Linked DNA regions of Mus musculus: regions 1, 2, 3 and 4 are each linked to region 5. A link is a contact called in public promoter capture Hi-C data. All regions are on one chromosome and are shown on one strand. The core of a region is the stretch at or near the end of the contact, and the rest is flanking DNA. Distances in the headings are between cores, read along the strand shown. Region 1 overlaps Stxbp4 (syntaxin binding protein 4). Region 2 holds the start of Hlf (hepatic leukemia factor). Region 3 overlaps Hlf (hepatic leukemia factor). Region 4 has its middle 67 kb from the start of Mmd. Region 5 holds the start of Pctp (phosphatidylcholine transfer protein).

What was found. Promoter capture Hi-C pulls out the DNA fragments that hold promoters and counts their contacts.
Region 1: a contact with region 5 is called in a promoter capture Hi-C map of hippocampal neurons, with 2.4 times the contacts expected there. The contact joins the enhancer-like site here to the promoter of Pctp in region 5. A contact is called at or near these places in 6 of 39 promoter capture datasets (the 3T3-L1 cell line, cranial neural crest, frontonasal cranial neural crest and 3 more) and 1 of 9 other capture datasets (embryonic stem cells).
Region 2: a contact with region 5 is called in a promoter capture Hi-C map of liver. The contact joins the promoter of Hlf here to the promoter of Pctp in region 5. A contact is called at or near these places in 8 of 39 promoter capture datasets (the 3T3-L1 cell line, the HPC-7 cell line, cranial neural crest and 4 more), 3 of 484 Hi-C or Micro-C datasets (LSK cells and liver), 3 of 115 datasets of contacts at active chromatin or transcription factors (embryonic stem cells, hepatocytes and kidney) and 4 of 9 other capture datasets (adipose tissue, liver, macrophages and 1 more).
Region 3: a promoter capture Hi-C map of liver shows a contact between it and region 5, with 2.6 times the contacts expected there. The contact joins the enhancer-like site here to the promoter of Pctp in region 5. A contact is called at or near these places in 2 of 39 promoter capture datasets (both in liver), 5 of 484 Hi-C or Micro-C datasets (all in liver) and 1 of 115 datasets of contacts at active chromatin or transcription factors (bone marrow-derived macrophages).
Region 4: a promoter capture Hi-C map of liver shows a contact between it and region 5, with 2.6 times the contacts expected there. The contact joins the enhancer-like site here to the promoter of Pctp in region 5. A contact is called at or near these places in 5 of 39 promoter capture datasets (frontonasal cranial neural crest, hippocampal neurons, liver and 1 more), 1 of 15 datasets of contacts at CTCF or cohesin (the NIH/3T3 cell line), 4 of 484 Hi-C or Micro-C datasets (the G1E-ER4 cell line, cerebellum, group 2 innate lymphoid cells and 1 more) and 1 of 115 datasets of contacts at active chromatin or transcription factors (bone marrow-derived macrophages).

Annotation. Positions count from the first base shown.
Region 1 is chr11:90,492,662-90,497,254 of GRCm38.p6, forward strand. Stxbp4 (syntaxin binding protein 4) reads right to left here. Exons shown (of 18, transcript NM_011505.2): 17 at 1,941-1,998. Among named protein-coding and RNA genes, the nearest start is that of Gm34850, 22 kb to the left of the region's middle. Within about 2 kb of position 2,295, at least 2 of the 459 cell types and tissues checked have an H3K27ac peak or open chromatin away from gene starts, as enhancers often do.
Region 2 is chr11:90,387,444-90,392,267 of GRCm38.p6, forward strand. It overlaps Hlf (hepatic leukemia factor), which reads right to left and starts at 3,474. Exons shown (of 4, transcript NM_172563.3): 1 at 2,807-3,474; 2 at 343-678. The coding sequence starts at 2,921.
Region 3 is chr11:90,367,985-90,372,841 of GRCm38.p6, forward strand. The region is part of intron 2 of Hlf (hepatic leukemia factor); the gene reads right to left. Among named protein-coding and RNA genes, the nearest start is that of Hlf, 21 kb to the right of the region's middle. Within about 2 kb of position 1,892, at least 126 of the 459 cell types and tissues checked have an H3K27ac peak or open chromatin away from gene starts, as enhancers often do. A contact at or near this core is called in liver, where this site is marked.
Region 4 is chr11:90,314,780-90,319,074 of GRCm38.p6, forward strand. No RefSeq gene overlaps it. Among named protein-coding and RNA genes, the nearest start is that of Mmd, 67 kb to the left of the region's middle. Within about 2 kb of position 2,987, at least 4 of the 459 cell types and tissues checked have an H3K27ac peak or open chromatin away from gene starts, as enhancers often do. A contact at or near this core is called in liver and ventral hippocampal neurons, where this site is marked.
Region 5 is chr11:90,000,250-90,004,567 of GRCm38.p6, forward strand. It overlaps Pctp (phosphatidylcholine transfer protein), which reads right to left and starts at 2,645. Exons shown (of 6, transcript NM_008796.3): 1 at 2,453-2,645. The coding sequence starts at 2,593.

The DNA.
Region 1 (4,593 bases), core at 1,045-3,544, 490 kb after region 5:
TGGTTGAGGTTGAGCTGCAGCTCGTCATCACCACCACGTGATCATGATGACATGATGTCATCAACATGAAACCTTGCCTATTAGCTTCTGCATTCTTAAGAGGACTAAATGATGTGACAAATGGAAAAATACACTCAGTGTGCTCCTGGCCAGTGAGCATCGGCTGAGGCTGGATACAAATTAGAATATGGTGGTTCCCTTTTCTACCCTCTATACAGCACAGGGCATAAACTCTCCCAGGAACCAGACGTGATCAATGCAGTGTATCAAGGAGTAGGTTTGTCTCCAGAAGGGGAATGTTTCTGGAAGTGAGCAGTTGGCTGTTGAGTGTGATCTACACATGGGATTCCAAGACTTCTCTCGACTTCATGCTATAAACTGCATCTCTGCTTTATCACCCACCAAACAGAACAGGAAAAAAAAAAGCCATGAAAACTGCCAGGCATCTCTTGGATTCTTCCTTAAATTTTTACAAATAGGAAGCTTTGAATTCGTGATCTTTGTAAGGCGATGATCTGCCGACGTTGTACTTTCTTGACATGATATCTTTCCGCAATGAAAACTAATGGTAAGTAGCTAGTGGCCATTTCCTGAATTCAGGGCACATGGTGGGTACTTAACACCAGCATCTCTAAAATGGTCACAGTACTCTTCTGGTGTGAAGAGACACTAGAGTTCAGGGGGGTACAGGAACCTACGTAGAGGTACAGGGTTTCAGAAAGCAACATCTGCGTATTTCTTGGAAAGCATGGACACATTTGAAAAGACAGCAGGAGAATTTCTTTTGCCCCATTTGCCAAAAGGATGTGCAGGAGACTTCTAGGGACCCCAGGGGGAGGTGGAGCTCTCCAAGCAACTCTCAGTTGTGACATGAGAGGACTTAATCAGAACATGGTAGAAACGTGACAGCCCACTGTACACAGGGAAATATTGCCTAGCCCAGCACAAGAGAGTCTTCTCCTGCTCAGGCTTTCGAGGTCTCTATGAGTGAAAACCTAGCACAGAGGTCTTCAATCTGTGGGTTGAGGCCTCTTTGGGGTCGAACATCAGATATCCTGCATATCAGATATTTACATTCTGGCCATAACACTAGCAAAATTATAGTTACGAGGTAGCAACATAACTGACTTTATGGTTGGAGGTCATCACAACATGAGTAACTGTATGGAAGGGTCACAGCATCAGGAAGGTTGAGAACAGTGCTCCAGTGCAATGGAAAAGGTGGTTGGTTCAGAAGGCTTCTGATGCTGGCTCGGTAAAGCAGCTGGGGACTTCCTGGCAGCAACTCAACCCTCTGATTTCCTTTCTCTAAAAAATTATGGAAAATGCTAGGATGGTACACATATCCTAAAGGTTGCTGTTAGCACATCAGGGTCAGGGCTGTTCACAGTGTCCTATTTTTATCTTGGTTATTTACTGTCTGACATTTCTTATAGCCACATACGTTCCAGGATAGCAGGCATGCAGTCTACACATTTCCCTGTCTAGGAATACTTCAGGGAAACAGAAATGACCAAACTTTGTTTATAGAACGAATAACCTGTATATTCTGTACAGCATTTAAAGGTAATGACTGCTGTTGGTTGTGTTTTAGAATGTGACAAATGGATTTTTAAATTAGATATTAATTTTTCAAGACTGACAATGATCTCATCCTGCCAGTGAATTCCGGCAACATTCAAGTTCAGATCACGATCAATTCTGTTCCAGTTTTTGTGGCTATTTCCCTAGAAGTTGTTCCTAGGGTTTCACACCCCCTCCAGTGACATCTGATATCAGCATCTAAGTCACATGCAATGGAGATGGCGAGGCTTCATTTCTTGTTTCTAATTTTTGTAACCTCCAAGAGGGTTTCTTGGTTTTGCTGATTATTCTGCAACTTCCAGGTTCTCTCCAGATGTGAGCAAAACTGCTTACTTGGTTGAGCGGCTTGTACTTACTTGATGAAGTACTTGATTCCATCTGCTGTGTAAGCTTCCTCCCACCCGTAAGGTAAGCCTAGAGTGAAAGGAAACCAAAAAATACATTTAATAAGATGATGAAGATAACTTTATTTTCTGGACACAAACCTCCCTTATGTTGACAATTACTGGGAGTGCATTTCTTGCACAAAATTATTTTCTCGAAAGGGGGAATTAAGACAATTCAGATGAGCTCTGGTACTCAGCATCTTTACAACGCAATAAATAGAGTCTTGAACAGTTAACAATCTGCTTTGGTTGCAATAACCGGATTATGACTTATCATTTCCATGTGGTGAGGGTTTTTGTCAGCAGGATTCGTGCAGAACTTGGTGTTTGCAGTGGCTGGTTTTTGCCTGGAGGCAGAGGGATGGACAAGATGGCCTCTGCTTGTCTATTCTGGCTCAAAGTTTCTTTAATTGGCTCCCTTTGCATTCTTTCCCTCAGCTCCGCAGGGAATTGGGCATGAGTGCCAGATCAGCAGGGGTTGGAGAGGAGTTTTTGGACAAGACAAGATTCCTTATTAAGTTTGAAAGTTTAGCAAAGTGATTTACAATGGATGGTGGCATTTTACTTTGTTAATTAAGAATTTTGTGCACTAAACAGAAAAGGCCAAACAATTTGCTAAACTTAGCTTCCATTTCTGTAATGGGATTGAGAACAGTTAGCTAAAAAGGGATAAGGAATGAAGTAAGTAGGCAGCATAGGGGCATAGTCTGAACAGGAATTCTGTTCTCATCAGAACAGGACAAAGCACCCCTCTCTCTCCCGGCCCAACCTCCCCCTCTCGTCTCTACTGAGTCTCACTAGATTGCATAGGCTGGACATGGACTAATTGTGTAGCCTAGGCTGGCCTTAAACTTAAGCTCCTCTTGCCTCAGTCTCCTGACTGGAAGGAAGGGGGAATGCTGGCAGGTTGTGCTGCCACATTTTCTTATATTCCGATTTTATGTGACGTCTCTGTAGACTGCAATGGTTTCTACCACTTCTGCTCTAACACTGGAATAGCTAAAGATTTTAACTGCGTGTTCCTGTGAGCTCTGCTGACACTGGTTATCAAAGCTCTTTTGATAGGTATAAGATACATTAAAACACTGAAAAATAGGTTACCTGTCTCAGGTAGCCTACTGTTTGGGAATGTAAATAGCCTTAACAAGTACTCAATGACTTTCATCCTTCCCAATACCAGCAAGGGGGAGAGTGAGCCTATGGGAAGAGTGGAGCGACATGGCTGAAATGAACCTCTACTCCACTCCCAGTCAATTCTTAAAGAAGAAGATGCTAGTAGTCTCTTTTTTTGTGGTTAAGAAAAACAAAGAAAAGATTTTACTTTACATTGATTCCAGTCTAAGACTGTGGGCCAAAATGTTGTAACTATCTCTTCCGTATATGAACAAGGCTGCCTTGGCGTTTCCACCCGCTCTTCATGATTGCATGTTCCCACTCCTAGTGTAGTAGGAATCAATGCTTCTGAGAGCTCCCTATGAGCATAACTCTGGAAGTGACATCTTGCACACGTGTTCTTTCATATTTACTGCTCAGCTATGATATACTGTTACTGCCCTACAGGACACAGTTGACTCCTTTTCTGTTTTCACACGCTCTCCATCTTTTTCTTTTAAATAGATAATTTCATCTAAGAGCGACGAGCCCCTTTACCTGCAAAGAAAACTCTGATGACAGTAGGTAAAGACCCTACTTATGTGACAGAAATACTGTTGAGTTTTTTGAGTAAAATGGCAAAGACTGGAAAAGTAGAAACGGCTGTACTATGACTAAGGCCTTTGCTGGATGACTTGTTTGATTGGTGCAGTTCTATCCGTTCCCAGTTTCTGCAAGCTTGGGCAGGTTTTAATAAAGTGAAAGAAAGAGATACACTGTAATTAATAGTAGTCTTTTATTAAAGAGTTTTAGAGCTTATCATTGTGAGTGTAAGTGTGTGTGCAGGATGTATGTGTTCGAGGGCTTGCCCACGCAGCACATGTTGGGAGTCTGAGGCCAGCTCTGGGTTATCTGATTATCTCCCTCCACCTCTATGTGGGCTTTCAAGGCTGGATTCAGGTCACTGAACCTGCATGGAAGCCCCTTTACTCACAAAGCCACCTTGCCACACCCAACACGATGTCTTCAATCATGAGATCAATTTAGAATGAAGTTGACTGAACACTCATTCCCTCAGCTCTAAAGAAGACATCTATACCAACCCATGAAGGTTCAAGGAATGTCGAAGAAAAGGGGATAGGAAGAACGCAAGAGCTGGAAGACAGGAAAAGGAGCTCCAAAAAGTTGTTTGGGGGGAGACATTGTCATTGCATCAGCAATGACAGGAACAACAGCAAATGCACGGCAGCCGTGGATATTTGCTCTGAGTCTGAATGAGAATGTCCATCCAGTTAGATGGAGGTAGGCTCAGGGAACCCTACTATTCATTGTGGAGATATTTGCTAAGATAGATGGGCGTGGTATAGGGGTTTGGGGGGTAGGGTAAGGCAGTGGTGATGGTGGTGGGGTCACTGCTTTCCACTGTATACCCACTGATGACCTTATATGTTCCAGTGGATAATTTCAATCTAGTGACCATACAAAAGGCCCTAGTTAACTAAAATGGGTCACAAAACCACCCCAAAAGTCA
Region 2 (4,824 bases), core at 2,224-4,723, 390 kb after region 5:
ATTAACCCATTAGCCCGTTCATTAACTCCAGGCTGGAGTATCACAAACTATAGCCTTCGAATCAACCACTCAGAATTCCCCTGGGATTTGGTTAAAATGAAGTCTGGGTTCAAACCCCAGACCCGGAAAACATCAGCTTCTTAAGGGCAGGTCCATAGAGTATTCTAACTGGCTCTGCAGGTGAGAGCTACGCATGCTCTGAAGGAGGAAGGCTCCTCAGAACAGGAAGAGAGGGCTCCTCTCTAGAAATGTGTGTTAAGATCTCCAACTCTTGCCAACCTCGCTCGCCCCACTTCCGTCTTGTCCCCCACATCTAACACGGGTGAACCTTCCAGAATTTACCTGGTCTGATGGGGCTCTGCATACAGTTCGGAGACGGGATGCCCGGGTGGAGGGGCGCTGTGGCCCGGCTGCTGAGATCCATGACCGAGGGCGCCGTGGAGGAAGCTGGTTGCAAGCCAGGGGGGTGAGGGCTGTGGTCGTGCTGCGACGGACTCGGGGGGATGCCATTCTCTGACAGGAATTCCTCCAAGTCCATGTATTCCAGCTGGAAAGTATCTCCGTCATAGGGAAGGGTTTTGTCCCATAAGGTGGGTCCCAAGAAGGCGGACTGGGGGACGGTCGGGCTGCTGCTCTCATCGTCCAGCTTCTTTCCTTTGTCTTTTTCTTTACTAAATGCTGAAGAAGAAAAAGGGAAAGGTGAGCTTTGTTTTTTTTAAAACAGAAAAGAAAAGGGGTCAGTCTGTCACCAGCCTTCCTGCCATCGGTTACAAAATGACTTCTGGGGGCACCGAGGCCTCTGGCTGCTGCCTCTGGTAGATCTAGAGTTTCGACATCTTCCTATTTACTTTGGAAAGAAAGAGCTTTCTGGTCTGTAGGACAGGACGGGGCTACCGACTGATCTGGAATGAAAACAAGAGAATAATCCTTCCTCGGTGTGTTATTTGAAGGGCTAAGTCACCGAAATCTATACTGAGAAAATAACACCGGAGAATATATACAACTGATGGGATTTTTAAAGGGGACCACCGATAACTTGGTATGATTCTACCTTTTAGAAAGTGATGACCGCAAGAATCTGAGGTCATTCTGACTTACAAACCAGGGTATGCAAGCTTAGTCTTAGTAAGCAGTCCCCGCCCCCACCTTCCCTTAATACTACGCGTCGTTTCTGCGTTATTCCTTTCCATGTATTATCTCAATAAACGTGCAAGCCTACAATTATCCCCCATTTACAAGGAAGATAAGGGTGCTCTCTCACCATAGAAGGAGACTGTGGGGGGAGGGGTGGGCAGGCCGGGGTGACGGGGTAGAAATGAAGTACTTTCGAACTCATCCATTTGCTTAGAACCCTCAAGAGGACTAAGTCTGTTTTAGAAGGTGGATTCTTTTTCCTTTTCCCCCCAAACATTTAAATATTACCTAATTTACAAAAAGAAAGCAAACATTTATGTACCCCATCACAAGGCAGTACTATGCAAAGGTGCTGTGTTCTACTCTCTGAGGGTAAGAATGCAGCTATTTCCTGCCTGGAAATACAGCACCCCCGGATTGGTCTTTACCGAGCTGTCTGCATTTTGCCAATATTCAGGTGTGGGTGGAATCAGGGATTAGAGAATTTGATTCTGAGTTTTGTTTTGTTTTGTTTCTCATTAGAGAAATGTAGTCCCACCGCCACCCATTCGAATCTTCAAATCCTCCGCAGTCTCATTAGAGTTAGGCTTAAAAACATCGACCACAAAAGCCTAACGCATCCGCAGATTTCTCCCAAATGCTACTCCTTAAGAAGCAGTGCGGGAGGGTATTGGGGGTGGGGGGCGGTCTGCACGCGCAATCAAGCACCAGCAACTCTTGCAATGCAACAGGCGTTCTCTCCCAGGGAAATTGATGCAAACACCCCGAAGCTATTTCCAGCCAAATAATCTTTTCAAGAATTTATGCAGGAGCAGCATAATTCGCTTCTGTCACTGTGATAACACCAAAGGCAAGAAACTGCACCGGCCCAAAACACAAATCCGTTCTGGCATCAATTGCGTTCCCAGCTAGGTCTCACATGCATCTACCCCCAGCCCCCCCCCCACTCCCCACCATATCCCCCTACCCGTCTCCTTAGCTCCAAGCCACGGTTGCCTAGGGAAGGTTTGAGACTTACCAAGAAAGGGCTCAAGCCAGAGGAGGCTCCTGCACGCGGTTACACGTGAGCCTGCTCAGCTCTCCCCTCCCACCGGGAAGAGAGCACCGGGAAAGTGTCAGCGCTGGAGGCGTGCACCGCTTCCCGCCGACAGACCACTCCCCCCACCCCCACCCCGCTTTGTGAATTGCGGGTCTGCGGGAGAAAGCGCCTCTCCGCTCATGCCGCGTGAGTTCACAACACAAAACACTAACACGATCCGAATATTCAGGCTGCCGCCGAGTGAGAACCCCCATTTACTTTGACCCCCCCCTCTCTGCCAGGCTCCAACCAGCCACCTCCCGCCCTTTCTCCTCTCCAGTCCCAGAGACACTAGTCTCCCAGGGAAGCGCACACCCTGTCACTCAAAGCAGCGATCCTGACCTGTCAAGTTCACCTGTCACCTGCGCTGCAGGAGGACAGACCTAGAAAGGCAGGCGAGCCAGGTTCCCAGCGCTATTTCAAATGTTGCCCCGGAGGGATCCCCTTTGCATTGAGGAGAAAGAGGGAGTAAGCCCCCCAATTTCACTAAAGCAAGGCGAGGGGAAGAAAGATGCTGGTGCCCTCCCAGCCGACTAGGGGGGTCCCTGGGAGTGTAGTCCCTTCCCTGAGCCCAGCTGCCGAGGCAACGCTCACCGTCTTCAGGATGAAGGGGGAGCTTCAGCGGGTTCTCCAGCAGGGACCTGAGCACGCCGTAGGGAGGCGGGATAAAGGTGGGGTTCAAGGGGAGCTGTCGGGACATTTTCTCCATCGTGATGCACTCAATTGTCTTTTTAAAAAGAAGGCCAATCGCCGCCCCGAAATGTTGATGAGCTTTGTTTCCTCCGTCCTTTGCCAACCAAAAGTACTCGCTTTCAAAACAGTGCAGACAAGGAAGAAAAAAAAAAATCACTTCTGTCTTTGTAAATACATCAGCATACAAATATCAAAAAAAAACAAAAACAAAAACAAAAAAACTTTCGTGTTCTCAGTGCCGACAGTCCAGGGAAGGCGCATCTAGCGCCGCGGACTCCTCCGACCCAGTGCAGGATGCTTTCTCACCTGCCTCCAACACTCAGTCTTGCAAAATGTTCAAAATTGCAAGGAGGTGGGGGGAAAAAGGAAAGAGAGAAATTTTGAAAACGTAGACGGCTGCAGATGAGCAGAAGGCAAAGCGCGGGCCCCGGCCCCTCGCGCGAGCACCGGAGGCTGTGCCGTCCCGCCCCACCCCCCTCCCCGCCGCGGCCGCTGCTCCCCGCGCTCCGCGGCCCCGCAGCGCCGGGCTCAGCGCATCAGGCAGTCCATGTGCCGCTGCCCTGACAAGAGTGACGTCAGGGCCCGCACCGCGCGCCGATAGGCGTGCAGGGGCGGGGCCCAAATCGGGCCCGCCCATCCACCCCGCCCCCCCAGGGCTGCGTGTGTAGCATCGCCGCACGCGCTGTTTTTCCGGCCCTTGCGGCGTTGGTGGGCTGCGAAAAGCACAGGTGCCAGATTTCCTGCTTCACTCTCTGCCTTGCGCTGGGAATAACGCGCGCTAACTCTCACCCTGACTCCTTTTGCACGCGAGCCCTTCCCCCTCCGTTCCCCCCCCCCGCCCCCCAGAGCAGAACAATGAGAAATTCGTGTCAGTGGTTTGCAATGTGGAAATAAATTGGTGATTTTAAAAGAAGATGATTTTTAAAAGATGGCCAAGTGGCATTCCGGACTTAAATTAGAACCCCCAACCCCCGGGGCGATGTCCTGGCTAGCAATGTTTTTTAAAGCTCCCCAGGACAAGTTTAGGAGATTTGGATAGACTTGAAGCGAATGACTTCTGGATATTTCTCCTCCTCGCTCCTGGTGAGCTTAGTACTTTCCTTCTAGCCCCACTGCATATCCGACCTAAGATATCAACTTTCCTGAATTCCAAACAATGTGCAAAAACGTAGAATGGAGACAGGAGCTGCAGACTGAAGTGAACTGTCTCCCACGCTGTCCGAGGGAATTAACAAGACAGACATTTGCTTGCAATGGAAGGAAAGCAGGAGAGACTTAAACACAAGGAATGAAAGTTAGGAGTATTTAAAAGGCCCAGCATGGCTGTAATTAGGCTAACTTAGAAGGTCTGAATACTAATTAAAATAAATTTGTAAACTCTTTGTTAAAAGATTAGGGGAATCTTGTTTGTGGCTGCAGCACATCCCTCTGGCCTTTTGAAGGCTGTGAAAAGGCCAGTTTTTTGACCTTGCTGCTGAGGGTGTGGGGGAGAACACCTTGGCGGAGTGGATGGATTGGAATGTAGGCATTCTGCCTCCCCAGCCAGGAGAACTGAGACACACGAACCGCATCTCCACGCTTCTCTTTCCACTTTCCACCCCCACCCACCCACCAATTACACATTTCTATCCAGCACTAAGTCCCCCTGACCCGTGGAGGAGCATGTGGGATGGTTTTTGCAGTACTGATGGTTGAATGTATGGCCTTACCCATGTCTAGCTAGTTCTATATCACAGTGAGCTGTCTCCTCAGACCTGTGGGGAAGGGTCTGCAAGAAGCTTTTCAATGAGGCAGAAAGGCTTTTGTGAACATAGACTGGGTTCCTGGGGTGCAAATATTACTGGGATGCCCCTCCCCCACCCCACTACCAAAAAATGAGAGATAAGAAAGGAGAGAAGAGAAATCTAAAATTCAGGAAA
Region 3 (4,857 bases), core at 642-3,141, 370 kb after region 5:
AGTCCAGAGTCTTTCCCTAGGTGTCAAACAATAACTAGCCAGGTATTCATTCACCATGCCTAAGACACTGAGAAATGAATCCACACAGTCACAGTGGAAAATCGACACCTGATGTTGATGAAGGTGACCGACTTATTCATTCCTTCAGAGACTTTGCCAAGCTCCCACCCCCAACCCCCAACCTCCAGTCCTCCACCAAAAAAATAAAATAAAATAAAATTTAAAAAGTGATGGTTTTGCAGTTGGAGCTCACAGTGGCAACGTGTATGCTTGCGATGTATGGTGCTGTGTGCTTAATCGCCAGCCTCCTCCAAAAAGAAAACAGGACTTCAAACTATCCCAGTGGGATATAGAAAGGGAAGGGGGTGTGGCTCTGCACTCCCGCTAGCTATTCCTCAAGACTTGCAGATCTCTTGGAAGGTGCAAGGTGACTTCATCTCTCTGGTAACCTTACCTAACCTCCCTATGGTGCTATCCTGTGAAGTAACGCTCTCTTCCCTCCCTGCTGAGTTAGCGCACCCAGCAGCCAGTGTGAGAACCTGGCATTATTTTTAAAGCAAATTACCAACAGGTTTCCAGGCGGTGGATGGGTCCCTGTCACCTGCATTCTACAAAGTAAGGAAAGGTTTCAGCAGGAGCTGACCGGTAGGAAGCTGCAGCCTGGCTCTGAGGGTCTAGGCATCCTCTCCAAGGGGGTGGGGTGGGGTCCCAGTGTCTATTTGGTCCAGGAGGCAGCAGCCGGAGAAGGGTCTCTATGCCCCCATCAGTTGCCGCTTGGCCACACAGTATTGACGGAAAGCCCAGCCTTCCCAAATGTCAAATACTAGAATGAGAGCAAAGCTTGATTATGGGACAGAGGGATGTTGATAAGTACAAAGTTTCTTTTCACGAGAGGGGTCTAGCTCATTAGGAAAAGAGAAGTCCTGACTACGCCAGCAAATGTTTCTTTAACTATTCTGATCTTTCTCAAGGAGGTTCGAAATTCCCAAAGCAACCTCATTGTTCAACCTCATGGTAGGCTTCAAGTGACTTTACAAGAAGAGAACAAGAGGAGGCAACAGGGGGAGATTGAATTAGACTTCCTGTCTCCTGAGCCCTCATTTTGAAGTTAGGCATTTTGTTTTACAGAAGGCCGACTAGTGAACGTGGTTCTGGAGAAGATGGAGGTGGGGAAGGGAGCGGTCTGGAAGGAGCAGGCAGGGTGCTGCAGAGGGCTAAAGAACACCGGGGTTAGAGCGGTGGGGGGCGTTGAGGGAGGGGGCTATAAAAATAGACAAGGGAGAGAGAAGGGAATGGAAGAGGTCTGTTTGTTTATTTTTCTAGCATTTGCCATTCCAAAGGCTCGCTGGAGTAACTTCCTTCCCTGGCTGGCTGAGGCCCAACCTTAGGAAAGTCTCAGATCTTTTGGAAAGAAAGATTTGGACAACAATGTTGCTTTATCTGGGAGAGTAGCTCCTTTGCCCCTGAGATGCAGAAATTTGCTTTTGATGTTATTACCCTGGCCTTAAGTTTCTCTATCCCTGGCAGCCCAGGGCTGTGCTCCCTGCTTTTGCAGGGCAGCTCGGGACAAAAGGGGGCTTTCTGCGGCTGTTGCTGCCTTTTCCTGGATCCCACTGCTATCTGGGCACCCTGAAGATGCGAGGGCAGGGAAAGGAAAACATGTTCTGAAGGTCCTATCTCCTGACACTCATGAGAGAAAAACAACACTTCTCTAACTTACTCCCCAAATAGACACCACCGGGGATGTTCTGCCAAGGAGTGATTCGAAAGTGTGTTCCTAAGTGAAATGTAAGCTTGGCCCAGTGCCCAGCCCTCTGCTGTATTTTGCACAGAGAGCTGCAGGCTGGCGGACCAAAGAAACACATTGCTCTCCACGTGACTGCAAAACCAGGCAGCCCAAGCAGATTTCTTTGTGTTAATAGAATGTGATCTCTAGACTGTACATACACACTGACTGCCCTGGGAAAACACGAAGGACCAGAGAAACTCAGGGCCCTGGCTAGCAAGAGGCGGCGATGCTAACTAAGCCATGACATGAAGGTCTGGGAATGTTGAAATGAGAACCCAGAGGGAAAGACACGTCGGGGACTCCAGAGAGTGTTACTGAAGCAGTAAGGGGGTCACCTACAGAACCCCATGAAATATGGTGTTCATGTGCCCACCCCCCCACCGTGATCCCCACACCCAATTCCTCAATGGACACTTTCTCGAAGTTTATCCATAAGACTGGAGTTATCTGTTGCCCAAACTGAACTGGTCCCAAACATGGTGAAAGATTGACTGCAGGTTACAGAATTTATTCTGACCTTGTGTATGGTATGGCCAGTAAATATCTCTCTGCTCTTTCACCCAAGGGAGACTCAGGCAAAGGTGGTCAGCTTCTGCGAGGGAGAACAACAACGAGATCTACATCACGAACATTCTAAACAATCATCTTTGGAAGACTAGAATTTTCTGGAACCTACCTTTCTTTGCAGACAGCACCCCCCCCCCCCCAGTTATCACCATGGCTTTGACCTCTACAGACCTCAGACGGGATCGAGTGCTTGGTGTTGGGGGGGGGGGGCTGTCAGTCTACACGTTTGGAGGGAGTTAACAGACTGAGGAGGGAGGGGGGACAGCAGCCCCCTTTGCTGTACACTGGGTCTACTAATTTCAACAGATTAGATTTTTAATTGCAATGCCTTTCAAATTTCACAGCACCCTGCGGTCAACTTAAATCCCCCAATTTGCAAAGTGTGTTGGTTGAAACAAAAGGTGGAGCGAGCGAGCGAGCAAGCGATCGGCAGCGGGACCCCAGGGTACGTCTGAACCTCTCGGGCTGTGGCTAGAGAATTTGGAGCTTTCTATGACTGTCTGTGAAAATCCTCTGGCTAAAGAGAGTCAACACACTCAGACAAAGCTGTCCCTCCATCAGCCTCCCCTCTTCTGAGTAGCCCAGTCCCAGGGCTTCAGGTTCCCTGAGCAGGCAATCAGCCATAACCAACTAATTAATCAGCAAGATCGACTGAGTTGAAGAGCACCTCGAAGACCCAGGTGAGCCTTCACCTGGGTTAATCTGCAAACGGACTAATCAGCCTCGGGGTAATTGAAAGTTAATTGTATGCAAAGCTCAAGTGCAGCCACTGGAAAACACAGGAAGCAGAAGGAACAAAGGAAGTCAGGGGTTACTCCGTGGGTGGGTGAGGTCCTTCACGGATTCTTTTCGTGGTTCTTCATAGACAGTGTGTGGCCTCTGGCCCCTTCTCCCAACACTGCCCAGCACACTTCCGAATCCACCCCTTGTGACACAGCGACCAGGAGCCCACGGAGCACGTAGTAAAAGCACAATAGAACACAGGTGTAGACATCCTATTGGTACCCATTCACAGGCTTAAAGGAAGATGGCTCTGAGACATTTGGCTGGCTATGAAAAACACATTAAGAGCTGCAAAAAGCACTCCTCACCCCCTCCACTTTTTTTTTTTTTAAATCTGAACCGCTCAACATCACTGGAGAAAGCAGATCAACAGTACAAAAGCATAAATCGCATTCCAGAGCTGGAGAGAAACAGACCTCAGATGCTCTGCTCCTCGGCACGGATAACTGAGAGGCAGCCCCAATTTTAAACAGACTGGCAAAGTCTCCAGAGCCATCCCTGGACGCCTACCAAGGAACTTGTGTCCAGGGAATTTGGAGTCACGACCTCTGGCCACAGCCCGGCAAGGTCTGTGGTTTGTGGTTGCCTCTGCTGGGCCAGGGGGCACCTTGCCTGGTCGTCATTGGAGTTTCTGTGGAATTACATGTAGAATTCCCAGCTTTCTTGATCTTGCAGCTCCTGTCTTGTGACTGTGGAGCAGGATCAACAGACTTCCTTTCTTCCATTCTGTCTGCTCACTTAACTAGAATGAGCCTTCCCCCAAGAGAATAAAACAGAACCTGCCAGAGGGCTGGAAAAACATTTTTCCAGGACACCGGAAACAAGACTGGCCCCAATCCTTGATCTGCTGCCTGGTGGAGGGTACATATCCATCCCTAAAGGAGCTTCCAACATGCCTTGAAGGGACAGCACTTATGTGACACTGGTCCTACCACACCTAAGCATGGCAGACATTACTAATTAGTCCCAGAACTCTTTCCATGGATCAGGTCTGAGCCTCATCATCTTTCAGGATGACATTCTAGACTATGAGCTGAAACTTACATCATGAGCAGTCCCAGAAGCCGGCATTCAGACACACCAAGGAGCTAAAGCCCAGATGGAAAAACTTGCCGTCAAAAGAGGTAGCTGTGGCCTTGGAGGTGTTTCACACACACACACCCCTGCCTTGTATGCTGTCTGGCTGACAAACCACTGCTCACATAGCCAACCCTCGGAGCAGTAATTCCAGACAGATAAGTGGGGTTCGGAGTCGCTCTGGAATGTTGAAGGAACCAGTGGTTCTCATATGCAGAATCAAGAATCGTTGCTTTCAACCCGTTTTAATTGTCTGCCTACCTCAAATGGTGTCAAACGCCTGGCACTGACGCTTTCGTTTTAACCACCATAATCTCTTCTGAATGGCAAGTGGTCAGCTTCTCAGTCCACCTCCTCGGCACCATGACTCCAGGAGGCTTTAAAACAAGGATTTTTTTTTCTAGCCCCATGTTTGAAAAAAATAGTGTTAAAAGTTCCTAGGAGTCTTAACACACAGAGTCATAAAGCTACAACCAGTACCTTCATTTCACAGACAACAACAGTGGGGACCTTGAGTATAGCGGTCACCTGTCCAAAAACACACACCCTCATCCTGCCACAGTCCCTGCCAAGCCTAGATTGGCTGATTCCAAGTTCTTCGTTCTTCATGGCTAAGGCTACCTTTGAAGTGGTTTTGTCAC
Region 4 (4,295 bases), core at 1,737-4,236, 310 kb after region 5:
CCACGCTACTGCAACGATATGGCTTCCTAAAAAAGACCTGAACCATGGCAACACCAATAGACATGCTAATGTGCAAGGGGGTAGGGAATATCACAAAGTCTTGTCCCTAGACAACTGCAGGAAACTAAAAGCTTAGTTAGTCCCAAGGATGAGCCTTTTGATTGACTATTCAATTCCAGATGGCCAACACTGAAGTCATTCATATACATACAAGCAACAATAAATGGACTTATTGGGTTTCATTTACATACTTATACATATATTCTCTCTCTCAACCTCTCTCTTTCTGTGTGTGTGTGTGTGTGTGTGTGTGTGTATCACACACACACACCATGAATTTGAGAGGGAAAAAGGAGAATACACAGAAAGGATTGGAGGGAGAAAAGAGAAGAAATGATATGATTATGTCTTAATTTTTAAATGTATTTATAAAATTAAAACCCCACAAAACTATATCAAAGTTCTATTTCACATTAGCCTGAAAAGCAATCATCAAGAAAACAAACAGTAACAAACATCAGGGAGGATGTGTAGACAGATGATTCTTCATACACTGTGAGTGGGTTTACAAACTGGTGCAGCCAGCCGCTATCAGTATGGAGGTTCATCCAACGGCTAAAAGTAGGACTGCCACATGAACCACTCCCAAGTAAATACCCCAGTCAGCATCTCCAGAGATAGTAGTAAAGCCATGGGGCCAACCTAGATGTCCACCAACAGATGAATGGATAAAGAAAATTATGTCTACACACACTGTAGGGTTTCATTAAGAAGAATAAAAATCACACCATTTGTTTATAAAGAAATGAAGGATTTGGAGGTCGTGTTATTAAGTAGAATAGATTAGACTCAACAGCTATTGCACATTTTCTCTCATGTGTGAAATCTATATGTGAATACATATGGCATGGCAATGCCCACCAGAACCACATATGGCATGAAAGTAAAGAAAAACTATGAGGAAGGAGAGGGGCAAGAAGAACAAGAGAGAGGAATGGGGGAAAGAAATAGAAATATTATTTTCTCAGACATGGAATCTGGATTTACATATATACACATATTCTATGTCTACCCATATCTATGTTCTTATATCTATCTATCTCTATCTATCCATCCATCCTCCATCCGCCCACCCATCCATCCATCCACCCACCTACACATCATCCATCCATTCATCCATCCAATCATCCAACCATCTATCTACCTATGCATCTATCTATCCATCCATCCATCCATCCATCCATCCATCCATCCATCCACCTATCCATCCATCCATCTGTCCATTCACCCATCTGTTCAACCATCCAAACATCCATCCATCCATCTACCTATGCATCTATCTATCTATCTATCTATCTATCTATCTATCTATCTATCTATCTATCTACCTATCTATCTACCTACCTACCTAACTAGCTATCCATCTATTCATCCATCGACTTATCCATCTATCTATCTATCTATCTATCTATCTATCTATCTATCTATCTATCTATCATAGAAGCAGAAGGAATGGTACTATTTAGAAAAAGAAGAGGACCAACAGGAGTGAGGAGAAGGGACAGGCAAAGTGGTGGAAAGGTAAACATGAGCAAAGAACAAATTATATATATGATATATGTATTATAATAAAACCCATTTATACACTAGAATTTCAACTAGATTTTATTTGAAAAACAATAATCTAGGCATAGAGATCTTCAGGGAGCTCTCAGATAGATCAAATAGCATCAGTCAGTTCTCTGCAGTTAAGAGTTTGGGCTGCAATGCAAATATGCTCTGCTTTCCCCAGGCTGCTAGGATGCCAATCTTCAAAGCCACTAAGGTTTTGTGAGGCTTCTGTGTGGCTATTGTGATAACAAAAGAAGAGGAACGGGGGTGAGGTAGATGTCCTAGTTGCTTTTCATGATGCTATGATTGAACACACTGAGAGAATCTACTTAAGAGAAATGGGATTGATTCTAGCCTACAGTTCAAGGGTTCAACCCACCACGAGAGAGAAGCCATAGCAACAGGAGTTTGAAGTAGTTGGTCGCGCCACATCCTCATACCTACATCCAAGAGGCACAGAGCGATGGATGCATGCTCCCCAACGCTCTGCCCCTTCCTCCTGCTAACACAGTCTGACGTCCCAGTCAGGAAACCATACCACCTGAAGTGAATGGATCTTTCCACCTTAATAATCTCAATCAAGATAATCCTGACACACATGCCCAGAGGTCCATCTCCCAGGTGATTCTAGATGCTGTCAAGTTGACTGATAGCACTAGTCATTACAGTAAGTTAACAATGCCACAAAGCTCACCGGAGCTTCTAGCCTCATTCAGACTGCTCTAGTGTGCTCCAGGGCAGCATCTAGTCAGAAAAGAATGGTCCTCATTTTAAGGAGGAGCTGCCATTTTTCCATCCAGCCATGCGAGAGCTTCTGCACTGCTACCTGAGCCAGGAGCCCTGTGCCAAGAGTTGGGCAACACTGTGGGGGTGGAGAGCTCCAGCCTGTGGACACCCCCCCCCCACACACAAACACTGCTGCTATGCTTTCTTCCAGTCTCAACAGAGTTTCGATGAAGTGTGGAGCATCCGTGATTCCAAATGCAAGAGGATGCAGAAGGCACAGGCTACCAAGAACTGGTAGTATAAATAAAGGTTCCAAGAACACAAGTTAGGGTCAAATTCGTTGGCAAGTTGGTTATGAACTCTACATTTCTAATTCTTAAAATAAAGGCACTTCCCAGTTAGGATTTGTAGGAAAGAAAAAGATAAGCAGGCAACAACACTTGACACCCAAGACTTCCAATAAGTTGTACTTGGGCAAATTTCATTTTCTTTCTGGAAGCAATTACCAGCATTTTACTGATAGGTGGCGCCAACGAGCAGAGCCACTGTTCACAAAGGCTTTTATTTTTCACCCTAGATGCTGTGTGATCTTCCTCTCTGCCGGTGCTCAAGCTGGCATTTCAAAATCCAGTGCGGCACACAGACTTCTTCTTCTTTATTTTTTTTTTAAATCCATCTGTTTCATGGAGAACTGTGAAACTCAGAAATACCTATTCCTAGCCAGACAGCCATAGGAGTTTTTATAGATGATAAAACTTGGTGATAGCTAGCTATGCAGTTGGGCATTTAAGAGAAGCCAGAGGACAGTTAATGAGACATTTGAGTCATGTGTCTGTAAGCATACCTCTATTATACATTGGGAGGGCTCCAAAGAGTTTGGCGATTCAAGTCCTGGCCGTGTGGGTTTGCACGTCAGTATCGGCGTTAGCTTGGGCAAACGGTTCGGTCTCTCTGAACCTCAAGCTTTGTTGTAATGTGATGTGATGATGACAAATGAGATAACCCACACGTGACACTCAGCACAAGCCCAGATTCTTACTAAGTACTCCTGCCATATAAGCGCTAACGCTTACTGAAGTGAGCTTTGGGGTCTTAAAAATGTTAGGTAACCCCTCCGTCTTCGGTAGGGTTTCCATTGCTGTGATAAAACACAGTGACTAAAAGCAACTGGTTGGGAGGAAAGAGTTTCTTGTGGCTTACACCTCCACATCACATTCCATCATGAAGGAATGTCAGAACAGAAACTCAAACAGGGCAGGAACCTGAAGGCAAGAGCTGATGGAGGGGCTGTGGACCACTGCGGCTTACTAGCTCGCTCCCCAAGGCTTGCTCAGACTGCGCTCTAAAACACCCTAGAATCACCTGACAGAGTGGCCCCACCCACAATGGGCTGGGCTCTCCCACACCAATCACTAATTAAGAAAAAGGCCTACAGACTTGCCTACAGGCCAATCCTATGGAGACATATTCTCAATGAAGAGTACCTGGTCCCAGTGATGTCTAGGTTTGGGCCAATCTAACAAGACAAACAACAAACAAAACGTTGCTTAATGCTGTTTACCTCTATCCAGGATTTGAGCTTACTGGCCCAAAGACAAATCTATCCAAATATTAATTTCATCTAGTGGTCAGGATCGAGATGGAAGAAAAACAGAGACAAAATAAGGATTAGTAGAGGTTAGATTAGAATTTTGGATTGCATCGCAGGATTCAACAAAGATGCAAGGGTTGGATCCAGGGACACCCCTGCCCCTGGAGCGTCTGAGCATCCAAAGCAATGAAGAAAAGGAAATACGGTTTGTTGGATGGCTCACGGTGCCGAGATAAAGGCAGAGAAGTTCCGAAGAAGAAGCCGAACTATTCCTGGTCCAGATACTTAAGACGCAGTAACACATGGAACGTGCACAAATGTTAGCTGTCCTCGTCTTTGAGCCCAGGGGGTGGGGGATGGGGTAAAA
Region 5 (4,318 bases), core at 1,395-3,894:
TGAGTGTCATGTCACTTAAATCACTGTAGAGCATCAATAACCATCGAATGGGTATATAACCAGTCTTTGGTCTCTCTTTCCATACATTAATAATGAGGCAGTCCATCTCTCTCAGCATAGTCCATTCTATATTCCAGGTTCTCTACCAAAGAATGATGTAGGAGGTAGAGTAAGGAAGGGGCTTCATGGACAGAAAGCCTGCGTGTTACCCTGGGAACACCTCTGAATCCCAAGCCTTGGCTATATCATGTACCTTCCTAGAACCGTGATGTCTTTATGTTCATGTACAGAGGATGGCCTACATCCAAGGGAATGGGCAGATGCTGCAGGAAAAGGTGAACTGAGACTTAGCTTTCCACCCGGCCTGTGCCTTCTGTCCAGAGAGACAAAGGGTTTTAAGAAACAAGTGTGGGACCAAACAGCTGGGTTCAGAGGCTGATGATAATTTCAAACCAACCAACTCATTTCCTCCACACACTCCTTTCCAAATGGGCAAAAAGGTGATGATCAATAGCATCTACCCTAGGGCTGACATTAGACCGGAGTAAGTCAATATCTGCCAAGTATCTGGTGCCCAGATTACATGACAGTATGCTGCAAGTGTTGGCTATCACAATGACTGGTAGTAATTCTGTGACTAAGGATGACATCGATAAGATCACAAACTGGCTGTCGGGTGCTGAACATTTGGGATAGGAGACAGTCAACAGGCAGAAGGCCAAGGGACCAGTTATAAAGATGAGGCAATATGAGGTGAGAGGTGCTGAGAAGCCAAACTCAAAACGGAAGAGAAAGGGGAGGGATGGAGTTCTGATACCTGACACACAACTCAGCGAGTGCCTGGTTATGTGGCTGGCAGGGTAAGGGCAGGGAGAGAGCAGGAGTTTTGCCTCAAAGTGTCCTGTCCAGTTTCACACTGGGAGTTGTTAAAGTCTCAATAGGATGCTAGTTCTGTGTGCTGTATGTGGCACGGGGTCTCTTGTAAGAAGCACACACCTGTGGATGCATGTGAGCACAATTAGCGAAAAGACAAAAGGGCAGCTAGAGGTTCTCTCTGTGCACTGAAGTTTAAGTGGGGCACGGCACAAAGCCATCCTCCAGGCTGATAATTATCGTCAGTGAGTTCCTGTCTCTGACACGGCAGAGGCATACAGTAGAATTTCCTATTGCCAACCTCACAAAGTAGCCCTAACCCCAGAGGACTGTGAAACTATGTAGATCCAGGCTGCGATGTAACCTCACAGACGAAGCTTGGGTGACCTCAGCTGTAGGGAGGCCACCTCTGCACGCCAGAAACGCCATCCACCTTCACACAGTTCCGTCTAATCCAACTTGTTCCACAAATGTCTCGCACTAGGTTATAAACCCTCCAACTGCATCTGTCCTGAACTTCTCTGCCTCTGTGACACAGTTACGCCATTCCTCCATGTCTGCTTCCTTCACCTGTGAAAGCCAAGGCTCCCATAATAGATCAGTATTTGGAATCCTTTGCTATACCAGTCTGATCTTGTGCCAAGGAACTTCTGTTGCCTACAGCAAAGCAACTGATGCCAAACCTCCAGTTTCTCCCACCTGACTAGCTACTTGGTTCCAATGGCTTCTTAAGATGCCTCAAGATGCTTAACAACCAACTACACTCCTCCTCCGGCCTCCATTGCTCTTTCTGCATGAAGTTTCACAACCGAATTATTAAATAGACCTTAAAATTAGATCACACCCACACAGAAGACAGTCACTAAATTGATGGAATTGCTACTGTTACCTCTTGGCCAGCTCTGAACATCCAGTCCATGAGTCTTGTCTCTTTCCTACCTGCCTCAGGACATGGCCCTTCTGTACCCCATACAGAACTGGCACCCATCTGGCAAAAGGAAACATGTTCTCTGCAGACACTGGCATGGTGTAGGAATGAATAGACCAATGTTTCAATTTTCCTAGCAAACAAACGGACTGAAGTTGGGCTAAACTTCCAAACTACTCATTTTCTGTTTTCTATCAGCTGATTGCTGCCAAATGCCTCTCTCTTGTGAATGTAGATAAACACACACTCCTATATGTCCACGGGCACGCCACTCCAGCTCGATCTCGGAAACCCTGTATTGGACCCGTTATACCCACTCCCAGTGAAAGTCCAGATCCTAGACCGGGTGGGTTTCTTTGGCACCTCGCCCCATCTTCAACCACGAGCCGTTAAATACAATTCCCTACTCCCAGGCCGTTTGATTTTTTTTGCAAACGCTGCAGAGTAAAACATAAATTACAACTCAGAAGTCTAGCAACAGGAATGACCTGAGGCTGAGCTCGGACAACCTGCCAGCCGCATAAGATCTACACAGGGTAAAGTAGCTCCAAGGAGCCTAGTCACCCCTGCAGAGCAGTGGAGTACCCTTGGCGAGTCCTAACCAGGGGGCCCAGGCCCCTGACCTCCTCCAGCGGGCAGGTCAGTTGCTACCTGGTCCAGCAGCCGGTAGATGGTTATGCCTGAGGCCTCTACCAGGAGCTGCCAATCGGCCCCGGTCAGCGCCGGTTTCTGGAGTTCAGCACAAGCCTCCCGGAACTGCTCGTCCGAGAAGCAGCATGCGGCCCCCGCCATCCTTCCGCAGCCAGGATACAGCGCCCGGAGCGCAGGTCACTCACTGGCCCTTAGAGAGATCGGGGGCGGGGTCACAAGGTGACCCCAACCTGATTGGCAGGGAAGAGAGAAGGCGGGACTTGGTCGAGGAGGCGGGACGTGGGAGGGCGGGGGTGGGGAGCGGAGGTTAAGAGGGCGGTTCCAGATCTGAAGACAGGCGGGGCTAAGCAAAGGTTAAGAAGAATGCCGAGTTAAAAAATACTAGAAAAAAAGCTGTCGCTTATCTGGAGAAAGAAGGAAGGGCTGAAGAAGTAGGGAAACTTCTGGAAGTAGGGCCAGCACATCCTATACTCACCTCCACACCCTTCAAACCTGCGTGAGATTCCTACCCCCTACCTCTCTGAAGGTGGAAAGGTCTCTGGAAGACATTTGGGGAGAGGGACCGAACACAAATGCTTGAAAGTCTCAGAGGTCAGATGCTAGTTTTATATATATATATAATTTTTTAAAAATGCTCTTCTTTCTGGTATACATTTTGAAACCGTGTTTTGTGAATCAATCCCTTAGAATCAGCAGAAGGGCAAGGAAGTCACAATTAAGAAATCAGATCACAATGGACAAGATTTTTGTGGGTACAAATGATATGAAAGATAAGGTACCTGGATTTCTGCAGCTTGCATAATTTAGGTCTTGCAACTCAAAGATCTTTTTGTTCATTTGAGTCTTACTCAGCCGAAATCTGCAACCCTGGCTTTGAGTAAAGTAGGGAGTTCAAAGATAAGTGCAAACACCACTCAATTGCCAAGACCGCCTGGAAAGCCAAATTGCCTAATCTGTAAAATGGGTCAAAGACTGTGCTGCCTTAAATAGTCGAGGGCCGTAGAATATCCCAGTGCCTACCAAAGTGGTATTTAATGATCATTCCCTCTTGTTTTTCAGGAATAAACTGAAACACAATTTTTTCAATACTAGAAGGGGAAAAAAAGTGGTTAAAAAAAAAAACTATTGAAAGCCAGTTTACAAAAGCCCCACGGTCACATTTGCCAAAAAACAGACAGATCACTGTTTTATTTGCCTCAGCATGGATTTTCTTGTACAGGACAGAAGGAAAGTAAGTTATTCCAAAACACGGGAAAGATTGCTTCAAGACAAATTTCCTTGCAGTTTTAGTGGTAGCCTGTAAGCTTTCTCACAGGTGTAAACTATTACTGAAACAAGCAATCCACTCACACTCATCCAACAAGGAAACCAATGTGGAGGATTGTCAAAGATTGCCAAAGGACCAGTCATGATTGTGTGCTTTCATGGGATCGGAACTTTGTCACCACAGAAATATTGATGGATTAAGAGAGGCCCAAGGGAATGAACAGGACCATAGAAGAAACAAGAGACCAAATTCAAACTGCTTTATTGTACATGTTTAAATATGTTGTCTGTCTGTCTGCCTCTCTCTCTCTCTCTCTCTCTCTCTCTCTCTCTCTCTCACACACACACACACACACACACACACACACACACACACGTTATTTTATTTTTGTCAATACAGAATACAATCATGTTACCAAGCAGGTTTTCTTTCATGCAGGTCCCCCCCACCCACCCACCCACAAAAGAATCTACAATGGCTTTCTTCTGTCCTGTAGGAAAAAGAAATTAATGTTGAGGTGAATAAAATTGTAATTTGTCTGTGCTGTGGCAAATGTGACCTTGGAGCTTTTGTAAACTGGCTTTAAATAGTTGGGTTTT